4 separate regions of the Mus musculus genome follow, and regions 2, 3 and 4 are each linked to region 1. The links are chromatin contacts, called in public Hi-C, HiChIP or PLAC-seq and promoter capture Hi-C maps. All regions are on one chromosome and are shown on one strand. Each heading gives the region's core, a stretch centred on a gene start, on an enhancer-like site or on the middle of the called end of the contact. The rest is flanking DNA. Distances are from core to core; before and after follow the strand shown.

What was found. Promoter capture Hi-C pulls out the DNA fragments that hold promoters and counts their contacts. A called contact is a pair of places that touch in the nucleus more often than the background predicts. HiChIP or PLAC-seq counts read pairs in DNA pulled down with a chosen protein or histone mark.
Region 2: a promoter capture Hi-C map of stem cell-derived epiblast-like cells shows a contact between it and region 1, with 4 times the contacts expected there. The contact joins the promoter of Edn3 here to the promoter of Stx16 in region 1. A contact is called at or near these places in 2 of 39 promoter capture datasets (embryonic stem cells and stem cell-derived epiblast-like cells) and 2 of 115 datasets of contacts at active chromatin or transcription factors (bone marrow-derived macrophages and embryonic stem cells).
Region 3: an H3K27ac HiChIP or PLAC-seq map of stem cell-derived neural progenitor cells shows a contact between it and region 1, with 6 times the contacts expected there. The contact joins the enhancer-like site here to the promoter of Stx16 in region 1. A contact is called at or near these places in 3 of 39 promoter capture datasets (the C10 cell line, the HPC-7 cell line and cranial neural crest), 6 of 484 Hi-C or Micro-C datasets (B cells, the HPC-7 cell line, cerebral cortex and 3 more), 6 of 115 datasets of contacts at active chromatin or transcription factors (the NIH/3T3 cell line, astrocytes, embryonic stem cells and 2 more) and 1 of 9 other capture datasets (embryonic stem cells).
Region 4: a Hi-C map of the N1E-115 cell line shows a contact between it and region 1, with 12 times the contacts expected there. The contact joins the enhancer-like site here to the promoter of Stx16 in region 1. A contact is called at or near these places in 23 of 39 promoter capture datasets (the 3T3-L1 cell line, the C10 cell line, the HPC-7 cell line and 14 more), 9 of 484 Hi-C or Micro-C datasets (the C10 cell line, the HL-1 cell line, the N1E-115 cell line and 4 more), 19 of 115 datasets of contacts at active chromatin or transcription factors (the NIH/3T3 cell line, the SCID.adh cell line, bone marrow-derived macrophages and 12 more) and 3 of 9 other capture datasets (adipose tissue, liver and macrophages).

The regions. Positions count from the first base shown.
Region 1 is chr2:174,075,123-174,080,283 of GRCm38.p6, forward strand. Stx16 (syntaxin 16) reads left to right here and starts at 1,929. Exons shown (of 9, transcript NM_172675.4): 1 at 1,929-2,067. The coding sequence starts at 1,936.
Region 2 is chr2:174,757,869-174,763,029 of GRCm38.p6, forward strand. It overlaps Edn3 (endothelin 3), which reads left to right and starts at 2,751. Exons shown (of 5, transcript NM_007903.5): 1 at 2,751-3,150; 2 at 3,645-3,957. The coding sequence starts at 3,099.
Region 3 is chr2:174,671,605-174,676,765 of GRCm38.p6, forward strand. All of the region lies in intron 3 of Zfp831 (zinc finger protein 831), which reads left to right. Among named protein-coding and RNA genes, the nearest start is that of Zfp831, 31 kb to the left of the region's middle. Within about 2 kb of position 2,862, at least 147 of the 459 cell types and tissues checked have an H3K27ac peak or open chromatin away from gene starts, as enhancers often do. A contact at or near this core is called in the HPC-7 cell line, cerebral cortex, stem cell-derived neural progenitor cells and 1 more, where this site is marked.
Region 4 is chr2:173,562,789-173,567,949 of GRCm38.p6, forward strand. No RefSeq gene overlaps it. Among named protein-coding and RNA genes, the nearest start is that of Ankrd60, 13 kb to the right of the region's middle. Within about 2 kb of position 1,948, at least 26 of the 459 cell types and tissues checked have an H3K27ac peak or open chromatin away from gene starts, as enhancers often do. A contact at or near this core is called in the N1E-115 cell line and the SCID.adh cell line, where this site is marked.

The sequences.
Region 1 (5,161 bases), core at 679-3,178:
CTTCTCTATCAGCTCGCACCGCTGCTCTCCGGGCCTCGATTCCTCCATGCATTCATTGTGTTATGTGTCTCAAAGATACTTTTCATACGGATACTGTTGCACACAAGCACAGGAGCACCCGCTCTTAAAAGCAAAAGCACCCGGGGCTCAAGAGCCTGACCCTACGCGCGGCTCCCACGCCTGCCTCCTGGCACCCGGGAGAGGCAGGGGACCCTCAAGTCAGGCCAAACTGTTCCCAATCTGATCCCAAAGCTGAGAGCAAGATTGAGGGCAAGACACCCCATAAAGTCGCTCTGCAGATATTGGTCTGTCATCCAGGCTTGCCGGTGACCCCAGCCTCCGGAGCTGCTGTTCACTGAGTGCGGCAGCTGCAGCCCTGGGGGGCCCTGGGAGACGCCCCCACCCCCCAAGCCAGGGTAGCAACGAGTGGGATGCATGGTTCCAGAGACTGGGAGGCGACCAGAAACCCCAGCTCGAGGAAACGTGGGCATAACCTCAACACAAAGTACTTTTTGGGGGAGTGGGGCTGAGGGGTTGTCTCTAAGTTTAGGAACCTTTCCCACTTGGGCACAACATTGTAGTGCCCAAGTGTAGATGCCTGACCACTCTTTATTGCCCACAGTAAGGCCAGCAAGGCCTAGCGCCCAAGCTTTTTTTATTATTATTTTTTTCTTTTTTCCCTGGCCTGGTTGTTTTTCGGATACTTTTTTTTTTCTCACAGTTTAAAGAAAAAAAATAAAAAAATAAAAAGGTAAGGCCATCTCAGCAGCGCCAGGCGCCTGCAGTGGAGCGTGCCTGGCCTGCAGAGGCAGACTTCTTCCACTTTTCCTCCGCCCCCGCGCAGGACTAGGCTCTGCAAGAGCCACGTTTCCACATTTCTGCCTGCCTGACAATCCTACTAGAAGTTTACAATTGCCTGGACCCCAGTGGTGGTCTTCGGCTCCAGGGCCAAGGTTTTGAAGCCGTTTTTTGGGGCCAGGACGCCTGCCCCAGAGTCTGTACACTCTTAGGAAAAGGGGAAGAAGGCGCCCCGGGAACTGTCCCAGAGAGGGCGGAGCACTCCCATCCCGGGGCAGGGCAATAAGGGAGCTCCCGCTCCCGGAACGTTGCAAGCAATCTCATGAATGTCGCAGGGGGGCACCCGCGAGGAACGGACAGGAAGAGGGCCGGGGGAATGCTAGAGCCCGGGACCACTGCACGGAAGCGGCCTTGGGCAGGGTTGCAGCCTGATCCCGGGATGGAGGGTGCCGGTGAAGAGGAGTGAGGAGGCTGGGGGAGGCAGGCCGTGAGGTCCTCGTGGAGGCCCGCAGCCTCCTGGCAGTGGAGAAGCAGGCCGCACAGGAAAGAGAGGGGTCAGGTCGGGCTGAGCCTCAGTAGGCTCAGGCGACTATATGGGAGCTGTAGACGCTCCTTTGTCGTTGTGGGCTCGGCCTGTTTGGAGCAGGCCTTTTGTGAGGAGAGTTAACCCAAACTCGGAGTTAGAGCCACATGCCGGGCACGCAGGCGCTCTGAGTTAGGGTTAGGGCGCCAGCACCTTTGGGGAGGTCTTAGGAAGTGAGTGGGTAGGGGTCTCTCCCATCCCCGAGCCGGATTGGCGCGTCAGGCGCTTGTGGATCCGAGCTGGGATTGGGGAGGGGTCTCCAGGACGTTTGATTTCGACGCTAGGATTGGGGGGATTCGAGTGCTTTGAGATCCGAGCCAGCCTTGGGGTAGGGGGAGTCAGGCAGTTGGAAAAGGCGAGGTGGTTATTTGGGGAGGGGTCTCCGCGCTTAGGCGGATTGCAAAATCGCGCCGTGAAAAGCCTAAGGCTTTGTCAAGAGAGATTTCTGTGCAAGAGTGGAATCAGCTAGGCCAGACCAAGAGAGAAAGTGAACAAATCAGGACTACAAGGGGGGGTGGGAGACCCTGAGAGGGGGGGTCACAAAGGGGGAGACAATGGCCACCAGGCGTTTAACCGACGCTTTCTTGTTGTTGCGGAATAATTCCATCCAAACCCGGCAGCTGTTAGCCGAGCAAGTGAGTAGTCACACCACCTCCAGCCCTCTGCATTCACGTAGCATTGCTGCGGTGAGTCTTCCTGGCGGCCTCTCCAGACACACACACCGTGTGCACTGCGGCTCTGCCTGTCTGTCTGTCTCTTGTCTGTCTCTCTGTCTAAAAAGAAAAAAAAAAAAGAAAAAAAGAACAACAACAATAACAAGGCGACGACGACTAGGAGTGTGATACAGAAGGAAGTGGAGCACGGCCATGGCTTATGGGGCACTTGCAACCCCCAATGGGGACCACAGTATCAACCCCTGCCCTGCCTTCTCACTTCCTGGGCCTCCTGGTCCTCCTCCCCCACCATCCGTCGGGCAGCCTCGATTTACATATGTTTTAACACGAGGACTTGGAACCTAGGCCTTTCTCCAACCTTCTTTTTGTTTTGTTCTGTTCTGTTTGGCACTCCCCCCCCCCCCCCCTGCAATGGCCTCACTTTGGTTCTGTGGGCCAGGTGGGTGGTTAGCTGACTCAAATCCTTGCAGACCCCCCCCCCCCAGGAAGGAGTGTGTGTGTGTGTGTGTGTGTGTGTGTGTGTGTGTGTGGTCTGCTCAGCTCAGCTCATTTTCTTTCCCACTATTTTTCTTCCAATGGCCCTAGTTCTCGGTGTGGCCATGTACACTAGGAGTAATTGCTTTGCTGCCCCCCCCCCCCGCCCTCCCCCCTCCGAGGACTCATGTTGGTGAGATTGCAAGGTGCTAGGCGCTTCATTTTCCATTTCCCACACAGGAAATTAAGCTTCTCCATTCGAACTTTTTTTTAAAAAAACAAAACAAAACAAAAAAAGGAACCAACATGATGCGGATGTGAAAATTAATCCCCCAAAATAGCACATGGCTTTTGATTTTATTGACCAGAACTTCACTTCGCCTAGCAGTGTAGGGTTTTGTTATTGTTGTTGTTCTTTTTCAAAGCAATGTTCCAGTATGATTGCTGTATTTGGTTTGTTTTTGATGGAGGCTTTGGCTTCCAGAGCCTCAGTTTCCTGCTCTCTCAGATAGGGGGCGGGTCTGAATGGTGCAGCCAGATGAATATTGTTAGCTTTGTAATAATACCTTTAATTGAAAAGGGAAGGTTTGAATGGAAGCAGCCTTGAAACATGGGGGAATGCACGGTCACCCCACGACCTTAGGGGCTGCATTTGAAACATAGTTCGTGAAACGCTGCAGCTTTCCCGCCTTTTAAACAGTTGCCTTTTAATTTTTTCCTTTTATCATTTATGGAAGTGCTAATGAAAAACTAAGCTGTGTATCGTGATTGTCACTGTCTTGCCAGGACAGTTGTCCCTGTTTAGGTCACGGTGGAAAATATGTTTGACCATATTATTCACAGAAAAGGGATTTTTTATTCTGTGCAAGCAGTTTTAAGGATAAAAGGATGCAGGATGTTAACTTCGGTCCCAAGGCATAGAAAACTAGCTCGGAGTGTGTTGGGGCTTTTGTTTACATTTACATTTGAAGGATGTTTTACATTTTTAGACTGAAAGAAATAATATTACATAGAAATAAGTAGGAAACAAATCTTAGCATGGAAATGTGTTCATTCTAATGTGGTTTTTGAAAAGAGTCTCCAGAAATAAACCGGAGAAATAGTGAATGAATATAATCTGTGGGCCTTCAGTTATGTTAAATAAAGGTCTCCTGTTCTTTATGACTTAATTTTATGCTACCTCATGGGGGAAAACAAACAAAACAAAACAGAGCCAAACCCACGCTAAAGCTTCCAGGGTCTCTGTTTAAATTGATGAAAAAGATACTGTTTGGTTTTTAAATTTTAATTCTGTAAAGTTCTAAGTAGCTTTAATCTTTAGATTACCTGAGAGAAAAAATTTGACCCTTAATTCAGAGAGTTTAAAACACAGTATCTTGGACCGGCACCTTTTCAAAAACACGTTGCTGTGTCCAATTACTTTTTAAATATTTTTCTAAATTAGACAATTTGAACATATCTGTTTGTGTATCTATCTATCTATATATGGAATAAAATAATTTAAAATGTTTAAAATAATATGTGGTTTGGAAAAGCAGGCAATGTTAAGAAATATACAGCTATATTTAACAAATTCAGACAGTTTTTTTGAAAGTGATTTATAAGTACAGCTAAAATTCATGTTGAAGTCAAGAACATTAAAAATATTTTCATATGTCACACTACTGAAAATACTGGATGCTTTTATTAGCCGGTGCTTCTGGAATTTTTCTTAGATAACTAAAAAGGACTCAAGTCCGTGGAAATACCTGTGTGTTCAGTTTAGATTGCCTCCCCCCACCAAAAAAAAAAAACAAAAAAACAAAAAACAAAACAAAAAAACCCCAGCTTTTTTTCAGTCCAACAAAAATAGTCTACCTAAATTACAATTTAAAAAACAAAAGTGCATTTTCATATTTCTGCATTTTTCTCTGTGTTTCCGACTGTTAATTTTCAATTTCTTCATAAGGTTTTTCCACAAACTATTTCTGCACACAAAATAATCAAGAATATCAAGATATTAACAGGATAGAGATTACAGTTTTTAATAATTCTTTTGGAAGTCAAAAAAGCATTATAAATATTTTGTAAAAAGAAAAGATATGCTTAAGACAATTTTTGAAAACTACAACATCATGCATACAGTGCTTCTAGCTCAGAACAAATTTGAGAACCACATTTTTGTCTTGCAGATTTCAAAATCATGTAGTAAATCAAAAGTTTATTGATCAGCTTTGAATATGGACAAGATATTAGAAATTGTAATTAGATTTGTTAATTGTACTAGATATCTTGAAATGCTTAATACTAAAGGAGCGCTCACTTTATATATTCTGCTTTCAAAGGTAAAGGGAGCGGGAAAGCTGAGCTCCTGACTGAGCTCCAGAGGTGCAGCTTACCCCAGGGACTTTAGCCACATTACTTTCCTATTTTCTTTTTTCCAGCAGATTTTTCAGCTTGGAAAAATTGCAAATAAAAACTTAAAAGTATAAACTTGTCTTAGTCACCTAAGACAAAAGAGACAATTTGTAGATGCATATTTAAACTTAGATAATTAAAAAGGAAGTAACCAAGCCAGAGAATTTGATTTTTAAAATACATTACCTGGAAATTTAAATTTCTAATTAGAAGACCAAACTGTAGACATTGATTT
Region 2 (5,161 bases), core at 1,501-4,000, 680 kb after region 1:
TCTATGTTGAGGTTGATCATACTCAGCCTGTTTTGTGTCAACATTGCCTCCCAGGACCTGCCGATATCTTCTCTATCACAACACTGAATGGAGAACTCTCTTAAGAGCTCTAGTCAAGATCTTGAAACTGACTAATTTACCCAAAATGGTCAAAGGTCTAATCCAGACTTGAACTTGTGGCCAGAAAGTTGTGTCTTCTTTGTGTCAGCTTCCCAGATCTCAACTGCATCCTATGTTAAAATTTCAGACTCATGGGGTTACAGAGGACCCACCTGAACCAAACGGGGAGCAGGGCCTGCGAGAGACACTACTAGGTGTAGCTGTAAGGGAGCGAGATGAAGCTGGCGTGGACAGTAAACAAGGCCAACCAATATGGCCTTCAAGGTGACTGTTAGTAAGTCCGTGGCTGTTTTGTCAGTGGTATCGCTAGTGGGGTCCAAGGGGTGGAGGGAAGACCAATTGGTCCGTGTTCCCCATCACAGACCTCCAAGTTATTTACAGTACAAGAGAGTAGGGATAAAGCTTTTGATAGCCCAAGGCAGAACTTCCTAAGTCTCTCTAGATCATCCAGTTCCCAGAAATAGATGGCTAGCTTGGTGAAATTCTTTCTACTACTTTGTCAGAATATATTAAGTGTTTTGCTAATTTCCCCAGATTCTGAAGGTCGATTTCCAAAAGACGATGTGACTCTCTCTTCCCAATGCCAACTCTCTGGTGATAAGCATCACTCTGTCAGGGACACTGCAGTCAGCTGGTCCCTGGCACTTTCTTCTGGCCTCCTCACCTGGTTTTGTGGTCCATTCACTAGAGTTCACCCCTGTTTCCAGGAGTTGGTGGCAGGCAAAGCAGCTTTGTGATTTTACCACACCACCAAATCATCTGAGCCACGAATGAGTTACATCATGTTCCAATTCAGATTACTTCTCTTTGATTTAACAAAATTAATTTAGAAAGGAATGTTCTATCTCTACCACACAAGGAAAGCCAGCATTGATTGCCATAAATAAACAATGAGCACACAATTAAGAGTAGAGTACAATGTCATTAAGTCCCAGCTGGACTCCAGTCCTGCCCAGAGCCCAGCCACTGACTGCTCTCCTTGGCCACAGAGAGAGTAGTGCTGGCTAGAACATTATTGAGAACGGCCCCACTGTTCTTTTGGAACAGCAACAAGAGCAGAATAGGAAAGAAAAGGCCTCTGGAATTTCTACAATGTATCCAAGTCACTTTAAAGACCAGAGTGCATTGCGGCACAGGACTTTAATCCCAGCACTCGGGAGGCAGAGGCAGGCGGATTTCTGAGTTCGAGGCTAGCCTGGTCTACAAAGTGAGTTCCTGGACAGCCAGGGCTATACAGAGGAAACCCTGTCTCGAAAAACCAAAAAAAAAAAAAAAAAAAAAAAAAAAAGACCAGAGTTCTGCCTCCCCTGAGGGCCACCTGCCTCCTCTCTGCCCTCTGTACAGTGTCTTTTACTCTTAACCCTGATTCTCCACCTTTAACCTTCCTTATCTCAGCTGGAGTGAAGACCCAGGGCACACGTCCATCCAGGCAGTGTTTGCTTTGGCCACACCCACAGAGACCAGTGAAGACAACTGGGCTGTCAGTGCCCTCGACGATGGCAGATGGGTATTTTAATGGCAAGGAAAGAGAGAATAATAGATACTTCTCTTGACCTGGTGAAATCCAAGATGATTGTTAGGAGGTGGCACCTTGGAGGTGTCAGGTGGTAATAGCTAACCGGAGCACCGTGGCCTTCTACCACAATCCACCATTAAAGAAGAGCCATCCATGAGCCATGATAGACACCGGACATACTTGGACGTCCAAGACCTCAGAACTGGGAGCAGTATCTTTCTGTGTATGAGCCTTCAGTCTAAAGTGTCTTGCGACACACAGCAGTTCAAACCAACTGGCCTTTAGCTGGACTCCTTGGAGGCAGGGGCATTAGTCTCTTTCTACTTACCATCTGCTTTCTCATTTGCTGTGAGGCCTCAGTTTCCCTTCACATAGGATTCCCCATGGGACCACTTTGCCTGACTGGTTGGGGCTTCTTCTAATGACAAGTGTACCCCTTTCATGGCTTGCCTCATGAGAGCCACCTGGGCCACCTCTTTGGATTCTACTTTTTAGAATGCCAATCATTAGAAATATTGGCAGGGGGAGGAATGGCTTTGAAACCCACATTTTATGACAATAGTCAAAGGTTTGTAGACTCATTAAACTACCGCAGTGCCCTGAAAAGCAACACTTGTATGACTTTTGGAGAGAGGCCCCTCACTAAAGGGGCCAGTGAGGAAATAGGGCTCCCCCGAAACCGCTAACTCACGTTGAGTGGAATCTTTGTGACTTTGCTCTGGTCCTACAGCCCCACCTGTCACTTAGATCTTCCAGAGTCAGGGAGCTGGCTCGGGCACCCATGAATCAGAAGAGTAAAGTACACCCAGGGCCGTGGCACAAGGGCCCTCGGCAAGGGTAAGACCATTGGTGAATAGAACTTTTCCTTTAGACTGACTTCAAAGGAACAAGAAGCCAGCAGCCCTTCTGTGCAGCCCTTTCATGGTCTTGGTGCTCTTGGGGTGGGGGTGAGGTTGCTTTGGGCTGGGCAGGGGGTTTCAAGTGTGAGTCTATGTGTAAGTGAGCAGTGTGAGCACCGGCAGAGTGTGGCCTTCAAGCAGCTGTTCGGGCCTTCACCCTACCCCATCCACCCACGGGGAGCGCGGCGTCCCCGCCTCTCTCTACCCCTGGGTAAGCCTGGGGCGAATGCGCCTCTGGTCAGCTCCCCCCCTGCGCTTGCAAAGCGACCCCCGTGAGCCCCGGGTTCAAAGGCCCAGCGCGGCAGTTCCAGCCCCTCGGAGGGGCGGGGAGGCGAAGGGGGTGGTGCGGGAGCCAGAAAAGCCTGAGCCACAGCCGGCCAGCCCTGCGCAGGGATGGGCAGCGCGCTCTGAAAGTTCGTGACCGCCTCAGCCAAGTAACTCTGAGCCGGGACGCGCAGCTCAGGCAGCGACAGGACTCGAAAGCTGTAGCCAGTCTCACTACCCTTTTGCGGTCACAAGCGGCCACCCTCCAGGCCCGGTGCTCCCGCGCCTGATCGGGGTTCATGGAGCCGGGGCTGTGGCTCCTTCTCGGGCTCACAGTGACCTCCGCTGCAGGTAAGCGGGAGGGGCGGGGCGGCGCTCCTCTCCACGCGGGAGTGCACACAAAAGGAAGCCAGGCGCGGGTCTGTGTTGCGGGGAAGCTGATAAGTCTGGCTTTACACCCTGAAGTCTCCCAGGGGCGGGTAGAAGGGCCTGAAGACATAGCGATAACTTCCACTGGGTCTGGGGGTTTTCAGTTTGGGAGACTTTCTTTGGGCACTTTTCAGAGACTATACAAAAATTTTTTTGAGTTTTACCCAGTGAAGAACAAATAGCTTTCAGATTTCACAGGGACTGCAATAACTCTCAAGTTTTTACTGAATGTGCACGGAGCTTTGTAAACTTTTTAAGGCATTTGGCTTAGTTTGGAGACTTGGGGAAAATGCAACCAGCCTCCTCCAGACATTGCAGAAGTTTGGTTGAGTCTCATTCTGGTTTGGGGGGCGGGGTAGTGGGTGCCAAGAACTCTGTGTCAGCAGCTTAGGAGCCCTTCAATCCTCCTCCTGCAGGACTTGTGCCTTGCCCCCAGTCTGGGGACTCTGGCAGAGCCAGTGTGTCCCAGGGTCCCCCTGAAGCTGGATCAGAGAGGGGCTGTGAAGAGACTGTGGCTGGCCCTGGTGAGAGGATTGTGTCCCCAACAGTTGCACTGCCTGCACAGCCTGAAAGCGCTGGGCAGGAACGGGCACCAGGCAGGTCTGGGAAACAAGAGGACAAGGGGCTGCCTGCACACCACCGCCCTCGCCGCTGCACGTGCTTCACTTACAAGGACAAGGAGTGTGTCTACTATTGCCACCTGGACATCATCTGGATTAACACTCCTGAGTGAGTTGGCCTAGGGGTTTGGGGGAGGAGTGTGGCTCTGTGCCAGGCCTAAGGCTTCAGGGGTTTTTGCTCAGACCTCAGCCCACCTCATTCAGATCCCTGAATCTACCACAGTGCAGCATTCAGCTCCTGCAGTGGCTCCAGGCAGCATGACTCCTATCACAGGCCAGGGGCAACCCACCTCCCCTCTGAGAACCTAGTTACAAAGAAACTCAGTGCTGGATTTGAGATGTGGTGGGGTGGGACTTTAGATGCTCACAGAGTTCTATGCTCCTACCCCAGAGGCTCGTTGGGCTGAGCCTTCCTCCTAACTCTTTGGAATCCCTTAAGAGCAGCTTTGGGGTGGGGGCAAAGTAGGAAGGTAGGCTTGGCAGACCCAAATGATATACATCCCTTGAAATGGCTTCTTCCGTTTCTGCCCATCTTGGATGCCAAGCCAGAGTGACACATGTGGCTCACATGGCTGCCATTCCCCAGGGCTAACCCCAATGTCCACAGCCATGGCCACAGAGGGCCTCTCTGTTCAATCTTAAAATCTCTCACAAATACCTAGTACCAGGTGCTGCTGTATTTAAGTGTCTCTAGGTGTCACCTTTGATAAGAGGCACCCTCCCCTGGAACCATAGAGAAGGTTTCTCTGTTTTATTTTCCACTCAATCCCCACTGGACCACTGGGGTTTCCCCGTGCGCTAAGACATGACTTATAAGCAGCTATAGGGTGTGACCTTGTGGCCACTATCTCACAGCTTGTCTCTTGGATCCCTTGAATCTTGGGCTGGATGATGCTAAACTCAGTTCCTTGGGTGTTCTCTGCATCTCTAGGGATATCTACTGGAACTTGCCTAGGAATCCTTGTCTGGGAGCTTGGAGATGGCTGAGCACAACCCCTCAGCCTAGAAAGGCAACTAGTTATTCTCCTTCAGGGTTTCCTCTCTCTGGAAGCCCATTGGTGTCAGAGTCCTCTGTGCCATGGCTTTGAAGAGTCACTCATCCACCTAGGCATTTTAGTAATAAAGCACACAGGAGAGGGGGTACTCTGAGGGTCCAGTGTTTCCTGATTCTGTTGACAAGACCCCTAACAATACCCAGGTATGTCTGAAATCTCCCCAAGTGTCCAGAGTGGCAGGCAGAACTGGCTTCACTGAAGAGCCACCCAGACTCCTGCATAGGAACTGGGCTCAGGTGGACCCTGGGTTTGTTTAAT
Region 3 (5,161 bases), core at 1,612-4,111, 600 kb after region 1:
AGTTTGAACTCCCCCACCCCGACCCCCAGAAATCGAAAAGGCAAAAGTGCCACCGGTGCTAATGACCAGGTCAGTGGAGATGGGGCTACTTGAAAAGAACAAGCAGGTATTCATGGAGACGGGAGGGGGCCAGATCTTGAGGATGCGTCTCTTTCTGAAAGAAAGCCTTTCCGCAAACCACCCTTCCCAGGGGAACTACAAATGAAGCCTGAATTTTGTTCTAGAAATTTCTCTTGTGAAATGCTAGGCCGGGCAACCAAATGAGAGTAGAAAATAGGGTAGGGTGAGCTGTGAGCCCTCAACATCGCTCTCACCCCATTGGCCCCTCCCTCTCATCCACCCCACCACCACACCCCTCAATTCCCAATTGACCCTTTTGGTTAGAACCTTTAGGATTAATTCTAACTAAGGTGTTAGCAGAAATCTGAGACACAAAATGTCCGAAACAGCGAGTCTTCTGGAGGAGACAGGTGATCCGCCACCAACCTTAGGTGACAGAATCCCAAGGAGAAGGGGCTTTGCTGTTCAGTCCTTTAAGCCCCCTAATGATGTCATGGGAAAGGTTTGATTCTGATGCTAATGGCCCTTTGCCACCTGCCTAACCTTTTCCTAATCCCTTTGCATCAAGAGGGGTTAGGTGTCCACATCTGGCTGGGAGCTGAGAGCAAGGTTGTTTTGATGGAAGTTGTTTTTGCCATAGCATCTGCTCTCACGCTCTGCTTTGCCTTGGACTCAGCGCACCTGAGACGCTGAAGCCGCTGTCCTCGGTCTCCCAGCTTCCTGTGAAGCGGGGGTGTTATAGAAACCAGTAATTTCATTTGTGGACTTAGAATTCATTTGTTTTTAAGTCGAGGGACATCTGTCTCTTTTTGCCCCAGGCCTTCATCTGTAAAATGGAGTATGGCTAGTGTCTAATCTGGCTTCTGTCTAGAAAGTCCTGACTCATTCCAAGGGGAGGGGGGCGTTGCTGAGAGGCCCACATCACAGGATCCTCTAGGTCCAACAGGGAGCGAGGTCTTGGCAGAGAGCTGTTACAAAATGACAGTACTCTGTAGCGTGTGACCAGGGTAGCAAACAGTAGGGGGCGCTACCGTTTTCACCCCACATCTAGAGAAGATGTCTTTAGGCCACAGGAGTGAGCCAGAAGTTGTGGAGTCTCATTCCGCTGCCAGGGACTGGGTCCCTAGTGCGACACAGAGAAGGCTAGGGTATTTATGCTTCATGTACATCTCTGATGGATGTTCCAGAGGGAGCTCAAAAAGTCACTGGTGCTCTGCTTAAGGTCCCCAACCTCCAGACAAGGTTCCCCTCTCCTGTTGGCCTTCACCTCAACCTTGGATGCTGGCAGGGAGCTCAGAGAATCAGCTCCAACAACAAGCAGCTTCCTGCTTCCGCATTTGAGGGTTTCCGCCAAATGTTTTTCCTCACCTGAGTTTCGATATGGCCTTTGGGGTCAGAGGTGGCTGCCAAGGTTACCCACCTCCCCATCCTCACTGGCAGGGAGTCGTGCCCAAGTTCATAGTGGATGAAAAGATAGGTTCCTAGATAGCCCCCTCTCTGCTAAAACTCTTAAAATGTTGTTTGTTTGTTTGTTTTTAACTTTCAGTTTTGTTTTGTTTTTTGTTTTTTTTGTCCCAGCCCAAAGGCATTAGCTTTTGATGGCTACGAGGCACCTGACATGCTGGAGACGGACAAAGCCACCTCTGAGCACGAACATTTGAAATTATTAAGTGTTCATTAAAGCACCCCCGGGCGCACAGTGCTCTTAGGGATGTTAGCGTCTCAATTTTCTATAATTTCCTTATTTTTCTCTTCTAGCTAAAGGCAGATGAAAAACGAACTCGGTGCATTTGAGTCTCTGAATCATAGTTAATGTGCGACGCCCCCTCCCTTAACTGCGCTGTTTCCCTCTGCCTCCTCCAGTCTCCTTCCCTATCAATTGGATAAACTTCTTAATCCGTTTAACCCCTACTCTGACTGCCACTCGGGAAATGCATGCAAAGACCCCCGACCAGCTCTCTCTACACCCTGACTCGCTTTGGGCAGGGGTCTGCGGGCTGGGAGCTGTAGAAAAATCGAGAAGACTGCAGCACTGCATCCCCGGCGCCGGCAGGAACTCGGGGGCAGCTGTCTGGCAGGTGGCTGCAGGCTGGGGTGCAGAGCAGACCCTACGCAGCCACCCACGACCCCCAGCCCCATCGCTAGGCTTCCGGGGGGACTAGGGAGCTGCGGCTGTGCATGGACTGTTCTGGAAAAACACCAAGCTCCAATCCCCCTCCCATCCGCCCTCCTGTGACTCTGGTCTTACATGAGCAGAGAGGGAACAACAGCTAAAAGCTGTTTTTCTCTTTCCCTTTCTTTTTATTTTTTTGACAACAACCTCACATAACCTCAAAAAGTTACCCATGAATTTACCAAAAACTTTTTATGAAACTACTTTAACCTCTGGTGGGGGTTAAAAACAAGCTCTGTGGATTTATTATCCGGGGGAAAAAAAAAAAAGCGAAGCATGACTCTGTATTTGCTGGAAAATCGTCTACCAAGCTTCAACGGCGCCCCCTACAGCTGCCTGCGAGGAATAGCCAGCGCCGACTGCAGCAGGAGCTGCAGGCTGCCCAGGACCTGGCAGGACCTGATCCCCGGCGGGTGATTGGACCCCCTCCACTGCACCCCGGGTCTGCTCCGAACCCGGACACCTTGCTGGGTCTTAGTTTATATTTTTTGAAGTTCAAATGGCTAAACCAGGAGCAGGCTAATCGCCAGCAGGGTTTGTACTGCCAGCCTCGGCTGGACCCCTGCAGAGCAGGCGAAGCTTACAGTCTGAGCACGCAGGCGACCCTTGCTTGTTTGTTCCTTTTTGCTGCTTTCACGTAAATGCCACCCAGATGTACTGAAGGAAGAATGATGACCCCCAGAGGAATAAGGACAGGAGTATAGGCAGGGGCCTCGTAGGAGGCTGAGACCCAGAGAAGCTGAGCATTGCAGAGAGCAGGGTGAGAGATGGGAAAAGAGAAGACCGGGGGATGGGGTGAGGGTCCCTGTGAGAAGGAACGTGGATATGGTCAGCAACCACCCTCCCAACTTCAAAACACCCCAGCTCTCCCTCAGAACCGTGTTTTTAGGAAGCACATGGAAGGAAAGAAAGAAAGAAAAAGAAAAAGAAAAAAAAAGCCGTTCAGAAAAACAAATGTAAATCAGAGACAGAGGAGCGGGCGCTGCAGCCTGCCCAGAAGAGGCAGTAGCATGCGGCACTCAGATTCTCTGGTCCCTCACACCTGAGTCCTGCTGCTAAGGACTGAGCTTTGCTTCAGAACTGAGAGAGAAAGAAAGAGGGAGGGAGGGAGGGAGGGAGGGAGGAAGGAAGGAAGGAAGGAAGGAAGGAAGGAAGGAAGGAAGGAAGGAAGGAAGGAAGGACAAAACCCAACAAAACAAAACAAAACAAAACAAAACAAAACAAAACAAAACAAATGCAAAAACCAAACTATCATCCGGGTAATCTTAGCTCCTATACAGGGAGAAAGCCAGCTCTGGTCTCTATGAGAAAAATCTAGAATTTGACAGTAAATAGATCTTCCAGTGTTTACATGATGGTAATTCAAACTCTCTCTCTCTCTCTCTCTCTCTCTCTCTCTCTCTCTGTCTCTGTCTCTGTCTCTCTCTCTCTGTCTCTCTCTCTCTCTGTCTCTCTCTCTGTCTCTCTCTCTCTCTCACACACACACACACACACACTACTGTCAGAGATCTTTATTAAGGGGGGGGGGGCTCACTGCCGTTTCTCTTTGTCATCTAACACCCACACATTCAGCATCTGGCTTAGGAGAGCCAAATGCCAAACGCAGTTTGTCTGTATCCTCTTTTGGGACTCACCGGTTGGATTTGAGGGGAAAATTCCTTTTCTTTCTCCCTTCTGGTCCTGGAGACTATAGGAAGACAGCTGCTTCTCCACACCCCCAACTCCCTAGAAGTCCCGTGGGGAATGTGGTGGCACTTGGGGGAGGTGGGCTTTCTATTCTTATCCCAGAAAGGTCTGTACCCGTCCCCTCCTGATAGGTATGTGTCCTTTCTTCCCAGCTTCTCACTGAACCGGGTCCATTTCGAGTTTGTCACTTGCATCCAAAGTTACATTTGTGATTTGGGGGCATCTTTCCCAAGATGGAATTTCTGGGTATCCCGTATCTCCCAAACCCCCTTGCCCTGACCCAGCCTAGGCTTCTTCCTGCCCTTCTGACGGTAGAGCCTGGTGTTCTGATGCCTCTAGTGGTGGACTCCAGTATAGCACCCTGTTGCTTTAGCAGAACACACGGGCATTCCTACTTTGTCCACTAGCTATTTCCTGGGGAGCTGTTGTGGCTTCTAATCGTACCTTTCCTGTTTTCTCTCTCCACGAAAGATCTGGCTACATAGCCCAGGCTGCCTCAAACGTACGGAACTCCTCCTGCATCATAGTTGCCACCCACCAGGCTTTACCCATTGTTTCTGAAAGGGCAATCTAAAATCCCGTTGTGTCTTCCTTGTATCCTAAAACGTTGAACGTTGCAGTGGAGACCATAGAGAACCAAAGACATGTCTGCATCTACCTCTGCTAAAGTGGGTTAAATAGACTATGCTTTTGACTCTCACAAGCTCACACGTTCATGGCTCAAGTGAGAAAGGTGGTATATGTTTTCATCTGGAAGCGATTGTTCTCCTTTTACAGTTGCTTCTGGGTTCTGCTGGGTTTCCATGCGTGGTTTCTACCCTCTGCTTTCACTCTGTCATGCTAGCACACGACGCTGCTGTTCCTAAGTGGCAGAGGAGGCTCTTCATTTTCTGCTATTAATTTTTATCTGTTGTGTTCTGTTGTACTTAATTTTAATTAATTGAAGTGACTCATTATAAATACAATGCATAATTTAAAAAAAAAACTAAAAGAGAGAGGGAGAGAGAGAGAGAGAGAGAGAGAGAGAGAGAGAGAGAGAGAGAGAAATCCTCTTAGTCCATTCTAAGTAACTGCATTTTGAAGCTCAGAATGAGCCCTGTCTGACATGTTCTGGAAACTTCTCTGAAGGGCAAGTTTGGCTTTCTCTTTTGTTTGGTTTTGTGTTGACTTTTCCTGTCAATCGATGCCTTTTCCGCAGCTGGGTTAGCAAGACTGGAGTTGGTTTCAACAGCTTGAGCTCCC
Region 4 (5,161 bases), core at 698-3,197, 510 kb before region 1:
GTGCCTCTCCTCAGGCTCCATCCTCCTTGTTACTTGAAGCAGGAGCTCTCACTAGCCTACTACAAGTAGGCTGGAATGGCTGGCCCACAGACCCCCAGGGGTCCAGTCTCCAATAGGCTGGAATGGCTGGCCAACAGACCCCGAGGGATTCAGTCTCCACCAATCTGGCTTTTTGCTTGGTTTCTGGGAATCAAACTTGATCCCCAATACAGTGTGGATGGACCCAGGGCCTCAGCCTCTTTAACATCATTCTTTATGCCTAAATCTACATGGACAAACATACACAGGGTGTCTCTTGACAGTTATAACTTGGGGATCAAGTAAATATTTCCAACCCTTAGGGCCACATCCCGGGCAGTCCCTTGGCTTGTACTTACAGTATACAAGACAAGATCAAGTCTTTTTTTAAAAACAAACAAGCAAACAAAAAACCCACCAGGGTCTCATGTAGCCCAAGATGACCTAGAGCTCACCGTGTAACTGAGGATGTCCTTGAACTTCGAATTCCAGCTGACATCCACACCCAGTTTTTGGAAGGCTGGGAATTGAACCTAGGGCCTCACAGGTATTACACAGTCAACTAAGCTACATCCCAAGACCCTCAAATGATTTTTTAAATAAAAACACGTGTGTGCGTGTGTCCCTGAACGTGTATGTGCATGCATGTATGCCTTTGTGTGTGTTTACGTACTGTCTGCATACATCTACGGAATATGCATGCAGTGACCACAGAGTCCAGAAGAGGGGGTCTGGAGCTGAAGTTACAGGTAGGTTTGAGCTGGAAAATGAATCCTGGCCTTCTATAAGGACTGCTAACACCCTTAATCACATCCCTCCAACCCTGTATGGTCTTTCAAAAGCTGCAAACTATGCCCCCCAACATACCCCGTGCTGGGCACAAGGGATACTCAAGGCCTTATCATCCAGGCCTGCGGTTTCAACATATATAAACATCTTATGCTCTGGGACTTCCACAAAGCTGGGGAGCTGGGTCTAGACTGGGATTTGGACAGGAAATGGTGAGTTATAACCTTGCAAGGATATGGAATTCTCTAAACATCCCTGTGACATTTCCCAGGCACACACACACATGCACTCTGGAGCCCCAGATGTTATTGGTATTTTTTAATTTTTTCCGTTTTAAATTTAGAACATATAGCAACCAAACAAGTCAAGGATGATGCTGTGGGAACACAGGACGTGATTTCCTGGGGCAGATGGGACACTGGGCTTTCTTGTTCCGTGGCCAGATGTGTACTCCTAGAGTGATGGAGGACAGACCCCTTTCCGGATGTCGTGAGGGCTATACACGTGTCCCCCTGGCCAATGTACATGTCCCCTGTGCCCGCTCTGCAGAAAGTTCCAGGACTCAGGCAGAAATGCCACCCTCGAGCCCCCCAAATTGAGCTCCACTCTTGAATTTTCAAGTGACGCATATAGCAGCATCCCTGACATTTCCGCAGAACACAAACCCCGGTGTTTTGCCAAATGTTAATGGGTTTCTGTGCCCTCCACTGGCTGCCTCTGTATTCAATGCGCAGTGCAGGGGCAGGGCCTGAAGACTGGAATTTTCCTCTGCCTGAGAGCCTGTTGTTCCTCTGCAGCGGCTCTGGCCTGGGGGCGCTCTATGAGTTGCTGAGAAAGCCTTCCACCACTTAATGTCCAGACCAGCAAGTTTACGGGAAATTATTAATCTCCCACTTTGGGAATTATTAGTTCTGGATGGAGACTCTTATTGTATAAGGTTTGCTGAGAATTTATGAGCCTCTCTGGAATCCGGGAGGGGATCGATTCTCAGAGAGTAAACATTTTAAGCAAATTAAGTGTTGGTGGTATAATAATACGAATAATGCCTGCCATTTTTCAAGTGTCTGCTTCGAGCCAGGCATTCCATCTCTCTGGTGGCAACAGGGGCAGGTTTTACTACCCCGAACGCGCCACATGAGGCAGCTGAGACCCCAAGAGCTGCCCCTGGTTGGTCTAATGCCACATATCTAGGGGCAGAGGGAGTCTCTAAAGCATGTGTAGCCGACCACAGAACTGCCCTCCTTCCTGCTCACCAAGGAGTTGCTGTGGTAGGCAATTCCCCTGGGCTGTTTCTTCTGCCAACAGGACTGGCTGTGCAGAAGGGCAAAACCTGCTGATGAGATGGGTAGAGGGGAGCCGAGGGTCTCAGGAGATGGCCATTGGTTCTGAGGTTGCACAGCTGATGGGGAGGACGGCTTGGGGCGGGGTGGGGGTGAGGGTCGGTTCCATCAGTAACGCTTGCTGTGCAAGCATGAGGACCTGAGTCTGAGCCCCAGAACCCACATAAAGAAACCCAGCGGGGCACCTGGAGACGCGGCTCAGTGGTTAAGTGCACTGGCTGCTTTTGTAGAGGGCCCAAGTTCAGCTTTCGGCACGTGGTGTTGAGAGTAACCCCATGCAGGGCAGAGAGAGAGAGACAGAGACAGAGAGACAGACAGAGACAGAGACACTTTTTCCCACATTCTGGAAACCCTGAGCTAGTGATCATAGAGTGGGGACAGACAGGCAATCCAGGGAGAGCAAAAGACTCAGGTGCGCGGAGACAGCTCTACTTCCTGCTGATGACACTTGAGGGGGGTGGGGGTGGCACCGAGGCTGAAGCGCCAGGAGAATAGGCCCATAGGCCCACCATCTCAGTCCTGAGTTAGCCTCACAGGCTGAGAGCTCTAGACTAGAGCTTATGTTGCTGGTCTTAAGTTTTCCATTGCACTGGCTCCTGTGACAGAGGCCAGCTACAGTGACCTCTGCAGGGCAGATGAGGGGGAGAGAGTAGAGACTCATTCCGGGGGTGGGGGAAGGGGAAAGGATACGCTGGTCACTGAGCACTGACTTTGAGAAACCCTATAGCCAAGGCAAACGGGAGCTCGGTGCAGTGCAAACCATCATTTTTGCTTTGTCATCCTGCCGGGCTGGCTTTCCAGAACTCTTCCCAGGATGCCATGGGGCTTTACCGGTGAGCTATGTCTCTGGCTGGGATGAAGAGATAAGATCATTTCTATGTCCCCTCTAAGGTCCTCAAGGGCACACCATAACACGTCCCAGGGCACTAAGGACCAAGGACTGCTCATCAGAGTTCAGTGGCCAGAAGCAGAGAGAGCTCAGAAAAGACATCAAGTGAGTTTTTTTTTTCCGTCTCTTTCCTCAACCACCTTTCCCAGAGCTTCCGCGGGGCTCCCAGGCAACATCTCAAACAGCATTTTTTTGGGGGGTGGGGGGAACGGTGTTCTCCAGTGTGTCCAGCAACCTCAGGGACCTGTTGTAGGAAGGACCTTCCTCTACCCTCTACAAGGAATCCTTGCCTCAGAGAAGTGAAGACCGGCCCGGAGACATGAGCCTGGAGGGCTGCGATAGCTCCTTCTCTATGACTCCAACTCCACACAAGTGAGGTCCCTGATGACCGGAAGGCCAGCCCAGTGAGGGCACAGACATAAGGGAACCAGTGTCCTCCCCATACACACATTGTTCCCAGGATGTAGCAGACCACCCTCCACATTCCAGATCTGCTCCAGGGCGTGGGCCATCGAGGTATTTCCACTCCTGTGGAAACAATGTCAATGACCCCTCCCCTGATGCTCCTTTGATGTCCCCTGAAGCATGAACGATAGGACGAGCATGGGGGAAGCAGCTCCAGATGTAACATTCTGTCAGCCAATGGCAGATCACGGAGATGTTGACATGTACAGCTCGTGACATGGGCTTGTTTCTATGTGATATGATAGTGTGTGTGTTACAGGGGTTGGGGGGGTGTTGCACATTATGTGTTCACAGTGCTGGGAACTGGATCCAGGGCCCTGTTCATGCTAGGAAAGCCCCCCCCCCACACACACACACCCAAGCTGTATCCTAAGGCCCAAGACAAGGCCCAAGACAAGCTTGTCTCTAATGGAGTATCCTCAGAGCCTAGGCATGTGTCCAAGTGGTCCTGTCCTGGACTGAAGAAAATGTCACCAGAGAAGGCTTGATGCTGCTAGATATCTAGCCAAGTGTCTAATTGAATTGAGGGAAGTGGAGTGCTTGTTCCCCAAATGTGTGGGTCCTCCTGCCAGGCGGTTGGCCCTTCCAATAACAAAGACTGCTTAGCAAGCTCCTGGCAAACACTGGACTTGGAGGGACTCCACTTGTTAAGTTAAAAGGCTACCCATAAGTCACCTCACCTCCGCACACCTCATTAGCTAAGTGACCCGACCCGATGGATTGGGGTTGTTTTAATATCTGCCTATTGACTTTGGAGCATGCCTGCCAAAAATAAGCTCTCAGCTTGACATCCCGAGGCTGAGATGAGCTTTCCTGATTCTCTATTTGTCAAACAGAAGGCTGAGCCTGGGTACAGCCACGTCGGCTGGTGTAAGACCATTGTCAACAAAGGTCTTACTCGCTGTGACACCAGGAAACGCAGACCATTAATTTTAAAGCAAGGTCTTATTGTTGGGAAATTGGAAGGGCAGCCAGGGTGCCATGCCTCTCACCTGATGACCTGATGACCTTATCAGGTCAGCCCCACCCAAGGCGACCTGATGAGTTGTCAGGAGACCTTTGACATGTTCCAGGACTTGGGTCAGGGTTTGGGGCTCCAGGGAAACATATGGCCCAACGGGAGTGACAAGGCAGATGTCATGCCACCATGAGGCCTGTGGCCCTTCCCTGCACTACAGTCCTACAACTGCAAGCCATCCTAATGGGGCTCAGGCTCCTTCGAGCACATCCCAACCTAACAAACAGCTGAGCAGCTGTCTCCCCGTGACCCCTACCCGCCCTGCCCCCACCCCCGTGTGCCTGCATACCTCCCTACTTCTTCAGAATTTCAAGGCCATCTTTCAAAACCAAGAGTGAAACTCTCATGAAAGTCAGGTTTTCACTCCAGAACATTCTAGAACAATCTCTGGCCCGCCTTTCTGTTGGTGTTGGCTCCCTGTACTCTTTTCCAGGCACTGGGCCCCAGCCTCCGTTTCCCTGCTTGCTTTCTGCACTTGGTTCACCGACCCCCCCATGACAGGGGCTGCGGTGTAGTCTGAGGCCCAACGCTTGTCTCTAATTGAAGTGTCCTCAGAGCCCAGAGCCCAGGAGTGCATGTCCAAGTGATCTTGCTCCAGACTGAAGAAATGTCACCACCGAAGGCTTGAGGATGCTGGATGTC